2 separate regions of the Mus musculus genome follow, and region 1 is linked to region 2. The links are chromatin contacts, called in public promoter capture Hi-C maps. All regions are on one chromosome and are shown on one strand. Each heading gives the region's core, a stretch centred on a gene start, on an enhancer-like site or on the middle of the called end of the contact. The rest is flanking DNA. Distances are from core to core; before and after follow the strand shown.

The links. Capture Hi-C pulls out chosen DNA fragments and counts their contacts.
Region 1: a contact with region 2 is called in a promoter capture Hi-C map of pancreatic islet. The contact joins the promoter of 2010320M18Rik here to the promoter of Mau2 in region 2. A contact is called at or near these places in 1 of 39 promoter capture datasets (liver) and 1 of 9 other capture datasets (pancreatic islet).

The regions. Positions count from the first base shown.
Region 1 is chr8:70,773,446-70,779,008 of GRCm38.p6, reverse strand. It overlaps 2010320M18Rik (RIKEN cDNA 2010320M18 gene), which reads right to left and starts at 2,147. Exons shown (of 1, transcript NR_029440.1): 1 at 1,403-2,147. Pik3r2 (phosphoinositide-3-kinase regulatory subunit 2) reads left to right here and starts at 2,297. Exons shown (of 16, transcript NM_008841.3): 1 at 2,297-2,402; 2 at 3,657-4,353. The coding sequence starts at 4,032. It overlaps Mast3 (microtubule associated serine/threonine kinase 3), which reads left to right. Exons shown (of 26, transcript NM_199308.2): 26 at 1-892.
Region 2 is chr8:70,039,323-70,044,989 of GRCm38.p6, reverse strand. It overlaps Mau2 (MAU2 sister chromatid cohesion factor), which reads left to right and starts at 2,256. Exons shown (of 19, transcript NM_001376946.1): 1 at 2,256-2,598. The coding sequence starts at 2,305. It overlaps Sugp1 (SURP and G patch domain containing 1), which reads right to left and starts at 2,203. Exons shown (of 14, transcript NM_027481.3): 1 at 1,910-2,203. The coding sequence starts at 1,943.

The sequences.
Region 1 (5,563 bases), core at 898-3,397, 730 kb before region 2:
ACTTGAAGGCACACAAAAGCTGGTCCCTACTGAGTTTTGACAGAATTTGGAAGCTGCACCCTAAAGCAGGCGGATCACCAATTCTGTGGCAGGCTATACTCTGAAGACTACCTTCTGTGTCTGAATAGCTCTCCTCAGACTGTCCTTACTCCACTCTGCCTGTGATCCTGCATGCTTCAGTTTAGGGGAAGTATGGGAACAAAGGACTTGGGGGATGAGGAATGCTCTGGTTTGAGGCAGAATAGCCCATATACCTTGCAGGAAGTAACTGACAGACCTAAGGGCCATCAAGGTGGGGAAGGTGTCCACTGCAGGGTGGGACAAAGCACTTGTCCCAAGTGAGGACCATGCCTGACCACCAACCCCTGCACCACAAAGTCTATGCCCATGTGCACGAGGCCCAGCATGGTGAGTGCCAGAGGACCGAGTGTGGACCCCAGCTATGCTGTGTAATTCTAGAGGAGTGTCTTTCCCATTCTGTGCCTCTTTACAGGACTAACCCCAGTGACTTGCACACTTCATGTGCACTGAGCACACCTGAATTCCCCCCAGCTTTGTGTGATCCAAGAAGCTGAGGTTCCTAAGGCCAGAGGCATGTCCCACAATGGTCCAGTAAGAGTGGCAGCCCAGGACAGGCTCTCCTAGCCCTACTGTGAGCATGGCCATGGGGGAGCCCAGACTCCCATGCTGTGTGATCTAGCAGCCATGTAGTAGGTTGCCAGTGGTGCAGCTCTACACACTCCACGAGGGGAATTCGCAGGCACTCAAACCCTCTGCACCTCCCTGACTCGCAGCCAGTACCTTCTGCTGGAAGGGAGACCAAGGCTGTGCATGAGTAGCCCTCTACCCATCTTGGAGCTGGCATCAAATAAAGTCCCATGAAGACATCTGATACTGGTGTGTGCATTTGTGAGTGGCTGGGGGTAGGGAAAAACTGATGGCTCGATATCATCTAAGTGAGTTTTGTTGGCTGTATAGGGGTTTGGTTAAACACTTAATCCAAGCCAGCCTGCATCCCAGCTACCTAGCAGGCTGGGATCCTGGCTAGGGCAATAGGGCAAAATCTCATCTCTAAAATGAAGTGTTTCCAGGCATGGCTGTATACACATGTAATCCTAACACTTGGAGGTGGGGGCGTGGGGAGGCACGAAGCAGAAGGATCATGAGTTCAGATACAGCCTGGGCTAATAACAAGACCCTGTTTCAAATAATAAAGCCAAAGGAATCAATGATTAAAAGCACTGGCTGCTCTTCTAGAGGACCCAGGTTGTATTCCCAGCACCTACATGGCAGCTCACAGCCGTAACTCAAGTTCTAGAGCATCCGATGTCTCTTCTAACTTCCACAGACACCAGGTACTCACAAGGCGCACAGTTGAACATGAAGAAAAACACAAAATCTTAAAAAGGAAAAATCCAAAACGCTGGGCGTCATAGCTCTTGCTTTTAATTCCAGTCGGGTTATACGCGGCTGTAATTTACTGAACCTGGATCCTGTGCAAGAGCAGTGAGCATGCTTAACTGCCGAACTCTCGCTGCAACCCCTCCGTCCCAATTTTCTACCCTAGTCTTTGCGGTGAGCTAAAATAGATAAATGAATCCCTCGGAAATCAGCCGAACAAGCTCGGCAACTTCTGGTTCTCTCCGTCTCGCCAGAGTCTGTCCGTATTTCCGGAAACAATCTCGCTTCCGGACGCTGATAAGCCGCATTCTCGCGCGTGTTGGGCCGGAGACACTTCGGCTGTTTCCGGACGCCTAGGGTTGTCATGGCAGTGCCTTCGCCTTCCATTCCTTCCACCAGCGGCTCTCCATTGAGGGTACAGCTGCCGAGCTCGTCCAGTGGACCTTCGGCAATTTCCGGAAGCTATCGGCGGCCTCCGAGTCAACTCCCAAGGCCTGGAGTTGAGGTCGTTCGGTTCCTCCCAGACACATTCCGCGGTCTGGCAGGTTCACGACTTCGTAAAAAACACAAACAAACCCCTGTTATGGCACGTTCTGCTGCTTCCGGAATGGCTCGGGTATCTCAGAGTCCCAAGTCCACCGAGCCCAGCTTCGGACCGAATGCGTTCCCGACCCTTCCGCTTTCTAGTGTTTTCGTGAGCCTCCGACGGCCGTGCTCGGCTGTCTCCGACCAGCCTCGGCTGTCTCGTGGCAAAGCCCAGCCTCCCATTCCCGCGGGAGCACACTCGGCAGCTTCCGGAGGCTTGCCCGCGTGCCTCGGTCTTCGGGCTCCGCCTCGTGTGGGGGGAAAGGCCCGCCCTCCCGACCCGAGTGCGCTCGGCTATTTCCGCCTGGGGGCGGGCCCGAAGGCTTGGAACCGCGGCGACGGTGGCTGACGCAGGGATCCCGCGGCTGCGGCGACGGCGGCGGCGGTCGTGGTGGTGGCGACGGCGGCCGGAGTGGGTGAGTCGATGGTGGTGGGGAGGACCCGAGGAGAGAAGGAGCCGCACAAAACCGGGCTCCGAGCTGAGCGTGGGGCTGTGCAGCCTGCGGGGTAGAGACAGGGTCTCTAAGGCCGGGAGGTCCCCGCCCGCAACGGGGCGGAGAGCGGGACACGACCCCGGATCCGGCCACTTCCGTCGTCCAGGGGTCTTCGGGGTGCACGAGGGTCTAGGGGCCCGTCTGTGTGAGCACACAGACTATGCGTGCATCGTAGGCCCCTCCTTTTGCATTGGGGGTTCCGCGATACCCTCCCCCCATGGTGTGCAGACGTGCTCGGCACGGGGGCGGGCAGACGGGTGGCTTTCTTAGGAGAGGCCTCTCCGACCCTCAGTTTCCCTACCTATAACATGCAGGCCACAAGAGGCCGGACAGTGAGTCACACCGGATACCCTGGACCACAAAGCCTTAAGTCCCTCTAGGACACCTGCACCGGGTCCCCGAGATCTGGGGATGAAGCCCAGACCCTCCCCTTGGCACGCTAAACGCCTTTTTCATGGCTTCTTTCTGAAAGCCTCTGCATCCTAGACAGGCGTCTTCCACCATCGGGCCTTTGCAGGAACCGGTCTGTCTATGCATTGCCCTGTCCCTATACGAGGACCTGTCAGCCTTGCTCCCCCAGGAGGATGCACAGAAGACCCAACTGCAGGCTGGAATGGGGACCCAGGCTAGGACCCAATGTGGGGTGTCCAGCTCCTGTCCCCATCCTACTGTGGCACTAAGGTGACCATGGTTCTTCTTGACACCTCCCCTCTCTTGCATCACCAGAGAGCCCCAGGCTAAGGCAAGCTGGGGACACCCCTGCACCCTGTCTCAACCTCCCCTGCAGGAACCAAGGCTTCTGTTTCCTTGGATGCCCACCCAGGCCACAGCTCTTGATAGGCCATGTCCACTGCTCAGGTGTTCAACCCCTTCTTGGGGTTCCCCAATAACCCCAAGTCTAACTGGCCATGTGGTCACTGTCTTTGTTCCTGCCTTGAACTTGGGTGCATCTGTGGTTGGCTTCCTCCTGATGAGTGGGGTTCTTCAGAGAGCTCTGAACTTCAGTTCCCACAACCCTAGTGGGGACAGCAAAGCATTCAGCTCCCAGCACCCCGAAGAAAGGCTGTCAGTGTGGCCTCTCGGATGGGGAGACTAATCAGTAGTGGGACAGGGGCCAGCCCCAAGGTCACTGGGGGATTCTGTCCTGGCTCACTCCGCCTTGTCCATGTCCTTTAGGCTGGTGTTCCCGGCTGAGCATGGTAGCAGCCTGTGGTCTGGGTCCCTTCGTCTGGTGTCAGGCACATCTTGAAGAGCCAGTAAGCCTGGGCACCCACAGCCCAGCTAATGAAGGAGTGATCCACCTATCCCAGCTTGACCATCTGATGGGTGACACAAGCCAAATAATTTGAGAAAACACCAGGAACATCATTGCACAGGTGACTAAATGGTGGCCTCTGTGACAGATGGCCATCTAGGCATGTGCGGCCCCCGAGGTCGCCTGTGACTTCTGGAAGTAGAGGTCTACAAGCCCACCACACAGGCCGCACCAGCCCATGGGGTCCCTAGAGCCCCGGGGAGCCAGCTGACGGTCCAGAACCCCCCAGGCCAGCCATGGCAGGAGCCGAGGGCTTCCAGTACAGGGCTGTGTACCCATTCCGCCGGGAGCGGCCTGAAGACCTGGAGCTGCTCCCTGGGGACCTCCTGGTGGTGAGCCGGGTGGCCCTACAGGCACTTGGTGTGGCTGATGGAGGAGAGCGCTGCCCACACAATGTGGGCTGGATGCCTGGCTTCAACGAGCGCACCCGACAGCGAGGGGACTTCCCCGGGACATACGTGGAGTTCCTAGGACCCGTGGCTCTGGCTCGACCAGGCCCTCGCCCACGGGGGCCCCGTCCGTTGCCCGCCAGGCCCTTGGATGGATCTTCTGAGTCAGGTGAGCAGACACCGTGGAGAAGGAATGAGTCCACTCAGACTGTTCTGTGGTCTCTTTTCTCTGGTGAATGTAGGGTACTTGTGTTGGGACGCTGCTGTCAGTGAGCTCACCCCTGGAGCCAGGTCCTGGTCAGGCTTCTTATTCAGGAAGTGAGAATGTGTCACTCTGGTGACCAGAGTGGTGAGGAGTTGAGGGCTTAGGCCCTCCAGGCACAGAGCACAACTCCTGCAAAGGCCCCTATGTGAGCTTCTAACCTTGTTCTTACTGAGCCATAATGCCAGAAAAGGTGGGATGTCTGGCCTTAGTGTGCTGCAGAGTGGGAGGCAAGGACCCCACAAACCTGTTGAAGACAATCAGGCAGCCGGAAGTGGAGGTGCATGCCAGTAATCCCAGCATTGAGAAGGCTGAGGCAGGAGGATCACAGAATGTTCTAAGACTAGCTATGTGGCTTCGATGTCTAATGCAGACAGTTACATGGCTGTAGCCCCTCACTTGGGGTGGGTGGATCTGCAGCACAGCTGAGGCCTGGGAGGTTGGCTCAGGCCACGCAGCATCTGGCGTCCCCAGAGCCCAGGCCTGGCCCTGAGAGCTGCAGGGCCCCAGCCCATCCGGGCTCACAGCCAGAGCCTGTGGCTGCCCCAGTAACAGCCGCCTCCCTCCCCAGGCTGGCCAAGGTCCAGCCATCTCAAATGCCCCGCCTCACCCTCAAACCTTCAGGACTGAGGGCGGCCCTCTGCAGGCTCAGTTTCCCCACCAGCAAAGGCCGCACCTCCGAGTCCTGAAGAACCACCTGGAACCACTCAGCCAGCTCCTCCTGCATCTCGAAGGGGGTGAGGCTTTTACCAGTGGGGCCTCCGTTTGGCATTGGGGTCCCTGGCTGTTGTATCCGCCCTCCCCTGCTGGCAGGGTGCTGCCCACCTCCTCTCCTCTCCTACAGGTTTGGGGAGGTTGTTTCTTTTTCTTTCTTTTTTTTTTTTCCATACAGCTGGGCCAGCTCCACTCAGAGAGGCCCCGCAGGCCCTGGCTTGCCTCTCCTGCATGCCAGGGCATCCCTGCCGAGGGCCAGAGCCAACCCAGATGGTAGGGGCAGGCAGAGCCTTGCCAAGGCCAGCCAGACACCTGTGCACAAAAGGCCCTACATGGGAACCAGGCACTACTGGAAGGGGGCTGGGCCTGGAAGCTGCGGTGGGGGAGGGTGGAAGCCAGGTGT
Region 2 (5,667 bases), core at 1,007-3,506:
CAAAACAACAACAAACCCTAGAATTGTATCCTAAGGGTTCTCAGGAAAAATTCTACATTTATCTAAATATATTTTTTAAAAGGTTTGGGGGTGGGTGACTGTGTACCATGTGACTGCCTGGGAGTTATAAATGCTTGTGAGCTGACAAGTGGATGCTAGATATCAGGTACTCTGCAAGAACAGCAAGTACTCTTAACTGCTCAGCCATCTCACCAGCCCATTTTCTTCCTATGTAGACCAGACTGGCTTCCACTTGAAACAAGCCTCCTCCCTCTGACTCTCCAGTGCAGATCACAAACATGTGCCACTATGCTATGTTTAAACACTAAATTTGTATGTATGTGCATAGGCACTGTGCAAGCCAGAGGTTGACATCAGGTATCTTCTCTTTCTTTTTTCTCCCCCTTGTTTGTTTTTTATTTTCTCAAGACAGGGTTTCTCTGTATAGCCCTGGAACTCACTTTGTAGACCAAGCTGGCCTCAAACTCAGAGACCCACCTTTACCTTCCAACACCTGGCACTCACTCTGTAGACCAGGCTGGCCTCAAACTCACTGAGACCAACCTGCACTTTCCAATGTCCCAAGTTCTAGGACTAAAAACATAGGCCATCACTCACCAACTTAAAAAAAAAAGACAGGGTCTCAGTTTGCACAGCCCTGGTTGACCTTGAATTCAGATGTCCACCTACCCCTCAGGAGTTGGGATTAAAAGCATTCCTATTGTCGCTCTGCCTAATTTTTTGGTACAGAGCAGCTCACAAAACCTTAAAGCCCGTTTCAGTGCGTGGCTGCCAATACACCCCAGGAATCCACCTGTGTCCAGTCCGAAGTCCTGTGCTTTCAGGCACACAACAGTACATCTGGCTTTTTTACATGAGTACTGAAGATGGGGAGCCAGGTCCTCACTCTTGGGCAACAAGCATTTTAACTACCACCATCTCGTCAGCCCTTAAATTCTAAATGTTGAAAGCAAAACTGACTCCCTAGACACTACCAGAGTTGACACCCCTAATTATTTCCATTTCATTCATAACAATCTCCAAGGAGACAATCCTAGTCCACTCTGAGGCCTATCCAGCCTCTGTGGTGAAACCTCTGCCTTCCTATAGACAGCATCTACTCATATGGAACATCTTGTACTCAAGAAAGACTTTTCATGGAGCCAGAGAGATGGCTCAGAGGTTAAGAGTGCTTGTCACTCTTCCAGAGAATCCAAGCAAACATCCAGGTGGCCTACTATAACTCCAGCTCCAGGTACTCACACACAAAGACATAAAGACAAATGGATTTTTAAAAACTGTTAAGCCTTCCCTGACCTTCAATATATTAGCAGCATCCAACCTCACGTCACGAGAACTAGTTCTTTGCAAAATTTGCTTCCAGGTGCACTGACACGCAAGCTTAGCACAGCGTTTGGCACCCAGCAAGTGTGGAAGCATATGGTGAATGGGCAAATGCATTTCATCCTAGGGGCACAGGGAGAGCTAAACCCGTAACCGTGGGAAACCGCCCTGGCTGACCCAGTGCAGTTCGGAAACGCACATTTCCCACAAGGCAGGACCCAAGCCAAAGGGGACCGGAGGGGCAGGAGGGATGTCCCAGGCTGTCCGCTGTGGATGCCACCGGCCCGAGAGCAGTTTATTGGGAAAGCCCATGCGGTTCCCACCCGGCGCCCAGGCCTTTGAGGGAGACCAGGAGCGCTCCTCAGCCACGGGCGGGGGTTGGGGGGCGAACCCGAGTCTGGGGTCTCGGCAGACCAGAGAAGGGCACACGCAACGTTACTGTAAGTTTCCCTGGGGCTGAGGCGAGAAGTCCGCGTGTCAGGTCCGTGACAGAAAGTAGGGTGAACAGGAGACGTGCAGTCGCGAGAACCCAGGCGGGCGGCGAAGGGAAGTCGGGGGATGTTACCTGCAACATCCCGGTTGTCCATCTTGAGACTCATCCAATCCCACAATGCTCCGGCGCCACCTGAGAAGAGGGAGGCTCTGTTATAGTGCGCTTGGTCTGATGGTAAATGTAGTCCTTCTCCGACAATCTCGTCCAACCCCCTTCTAGGACACCGGGCGTCTTCTCCACAGAAACGCCGGCGTCAGTTCACGAACGTGTATTACTCTCAGTTACGATGATGCAGAGGTATCATCCTCTCCTCAGAGTCTTCCTCAGTCGGAGCCACTTCGAACACACACCATAAGACCCAGAAGTCCTTGCGTAGCAGTTCTCGCGAGAATTGCGGGTCGCCAGGCCCCGCCCCTCAAGGTGCTTCCGCCTCTCTGTGGAGGCGGCTTGTTGTTGTGCGGGCCAAGATGGCGGCACAGGCGGCGGCTGCGGCGCAGGCGGCGGCTGCAGCTCAGGCTGCCGCCGCACAGGCCGCACAGGCCGAGGCAGCCGAGTCGTGGTATCTGGCTCTCCTGGGTTTCGCCGAGCACTTCCGAACATCTAGCCCGCCCAAGATCCGCTTGTGCGTTCATTGCCTGCAGGCCGTGTTCCCCTTCAAGCCGCCTCAGCGGATCGAGGCCCGGACGCACCTGCAGCTCGGCTCGGTGCTTTACCACCACACGAAGAACAGCGAGCAGGCGCGCAGCCACCTGGAGAAGGCGGTGAGTGTGCGGGCCAGGCGGGCGGGCCGCGGGTACCGGGGACTCGATCCTCTCCGCCTCGTCGGGCTTGGGACTTCCGAAGGCCTCGCCCTCACCTGCGGTGACAGACGCGGCTCCGCCACGCCCTCTCACCCGGGAACCGGGAAAGTTGTCCCTCTTCAGCTACTTGGTGCTTGCATCGGGGACCCTCCTAGTCGGGTGGCCGCGGGAACAGGACCCAGAGCGTCAGCCTAGAAGCACCTACCTAAGGAAGAGATGCGAGCTCCCTGACGTGTGAAAGCGAGGTCGCAGGAAATCTGAAAGTCCAGGACTTCTGACAGTCAGGTGTCTAGGTCTGGAGTCCCAGATCCTTGTGGCATGGATATTGGGGAAGGTGAGGCCTTCAGCCTCTTGTTGAACGTTGTTGCCTTGTGAGGACCTGAAGTGCAGAAAGTAGCTTCTAGAGTCACTTGCACCTCGGGGGTCTGGAGGTCAGTCTCACTGTTGGTGGCTTCTTCTCCCACCACGAAATGGTCCATCTTTGAAAGAGTCCCCACTCCGCCTCCAACTTGATTTGTGACGTCTTGGTGCTTCACAGAATTTCAAGAGGTAGCTGTCATTCAGCTTCTCAGTAAGACTTGTTTCTTCTCATGGCAACTGTGTCTCTTCCACACCTCCGCCTCTTTTTTGCCATTTTCCTATCTTTGTTTCCTTGACTATTCAGATGTTTAATGTTCTGACCTGCAGACAGTCTAGTAAATTGCCTTCAGGAGGGGATCAAAATTCTTGTTTCCCACACTGTGCATAGTTAGAGCTTCTAATCCTCACTGAACCAATAAACTTCCTTATTTCAAGAGTGAAACCGTATAGGCTTAGCTAAGTAAAGTGATTTAGCAAAGACCACACTGTGTGAAGTTTGGGTTTTTTGTTTGTTTTTGTGTTGGGGGGGGTTGTCGTGGTCTTACACGATGTAGCAAAGAATTGGTCTCAATTCCCAGCTGTCATCCTTCCTGGCCACCCAAGTACTGAGATTACAGGCATAGTTGCACATACCTGTGATGTACATGTTCAAGGGAGAGGCAAGAGGCTAGCCTCGGCTACACAGGAAGAATATCTCAAAGAAAGCAGGTCTGCTTAGATGACTTTGTGGGTAAAGGCTTTTGCAGCACAAGCCTGATAACTTGAGTTTGAGTGGAAGGTGAACACTCTCAAAAATTGCCTTCTGATCTCCAAATTTGCCTGCACTCATACATATCATACACAACAAATAATACCATTAATTTTAAAAAATTATAATCAAAAAGAGCTGGGTAGGGTGGCAGATGCCTTTAATCCTGGCACTCAGAAGACAGGCACATGGATCTCTGTGAGTGTTGCCAAAGAGTCAGGGCTACATAGAAGACCTTGTCTCAACAGAACCAACCAGGGATGGGACTGGAGAGATGGCTCAGCAGTTCTGAGCACTAACTCTTCTTTCAGAGATCCTGAGTTCAATTCCCAGAACCATCTGTACTGGGATCTGATGCCCTCTTCTAGTGTGTCTGAAGACAGCTTACAGTGTGCTCACATACATTTAAAAAAGAGGTGAAACCTGAGCTGGGCAGTGGCAGGGTAGGCAGTTCTCTGAGTTTGAAGCCATCCTGGTTCACAGAGGAGTTCCAGGACAGCCAGAGCTACATAGAGAAACCCTACCTCAAAAAGACCAAAAACCTGGGCTAATCAAATTTGTGAGTTAAAAAAAAAGATACAATTATTTTTAATTATATGTGTGGATATATGCTCTTAAATGTTGTGCCCACTGAATCAAAGTTCTGAGTACCCTGGAGCTGGAGTTAGAGTTATATGTGAGCTGCCTGATGGAGTTTCTGGGAACCAAACTTGGGTCCAGTGCAGAGTAATATGTGTTGTTAACTACCCATCTCTCTCTAGTCACCTCAGTTTAATGATCACTAGTTTCTGTACTAGAATAAGATGTCATTATTGTGTTAGTGCTTTTTGCTGTTGTTGTCTTATTCATTCATCAAGGAGTTATTTGTTCCCCTCCCACCAAGTGTCAAGCCTGTCCTGGACTGTCTGGGTATGAGCAGACTGAAAAGTCCTGCGCATGGTAGCTTTTTCTTTAGTGAGACTAGCATTCAATAAGGCTATTAGTATAAGAGCTATGGACACTGGACCAGAGGAAGGGATAGAGTTGATAATAGGGATGAGGGAGCCTCTTATTTGCATGAATGACATTTGAATGGTGTGAGCTAGTGAGCCCATTCAAGGTTTCAGGTCAATAACAAGGTGTGCCTGGGGCCAGAAGTGGATTGGAGCATCCAGGGCAGTAGTGAGTGAGGTTGACCCTGCCAAGTGCCAGGCTTCAGTGTAGGTGCAAGCCGGAGGCTGCCAGGGCCTGGCTGGTTCTGAAATGTTCTTTTCTTATTTGTTCAGGGCAGTTAATCCCACTACCTTCCTTTCCCCTTTGTTTCTTTGGGTGTCAGTGTGTCCTCGTATTTCATCCACAGAGCCCCGTGCAATCATGCCTGCAGTTGCTCTCTTTTAGCACTTGGCTTTGAACCAGTAATTAAAACCCTGACCCTTGTGAAGTACTTTCCCTTGGTGTAACAGAAAGCTGACTCCTGAAAGATCTCCCACAGCATCACATTGTGCCCTCCATCAGTCACCCCAGCTCAATACCTCTAAAACTCTATTAGTCACAGTTGCTCCTCCATTCATGTACCCTGAGTTTTATTTTAAATGACATTATTGTCCTTGGAGTGGCCCTAGGACCTTGTCCATAAGCCACTATCTTGTGCAAAGCTGGGCGGTGGTAGTGTACGCCTTTAATCCCAGCACTCGGGAGGCAGAGGCAGGCGGATTTCTGAGTTCGAGGCTAGCCTGGTCTACAAAGTGAGTTCCAGGACAGCCAGGGCTATACAGAGAAACCCTGTCTCAAAAAAAAAAAAAAAATGAGGGTCCAAGTGCAGATCCCAGTGTCCATGGGAAGGATCTGACATGGCCAGTATGCCTACACATGACCCCATTGGGAACCCCAGTGTAGTGGCTGCTGAGGAGCAGAGACAAGTGGAGCACTAAGCCTTGCTGTCT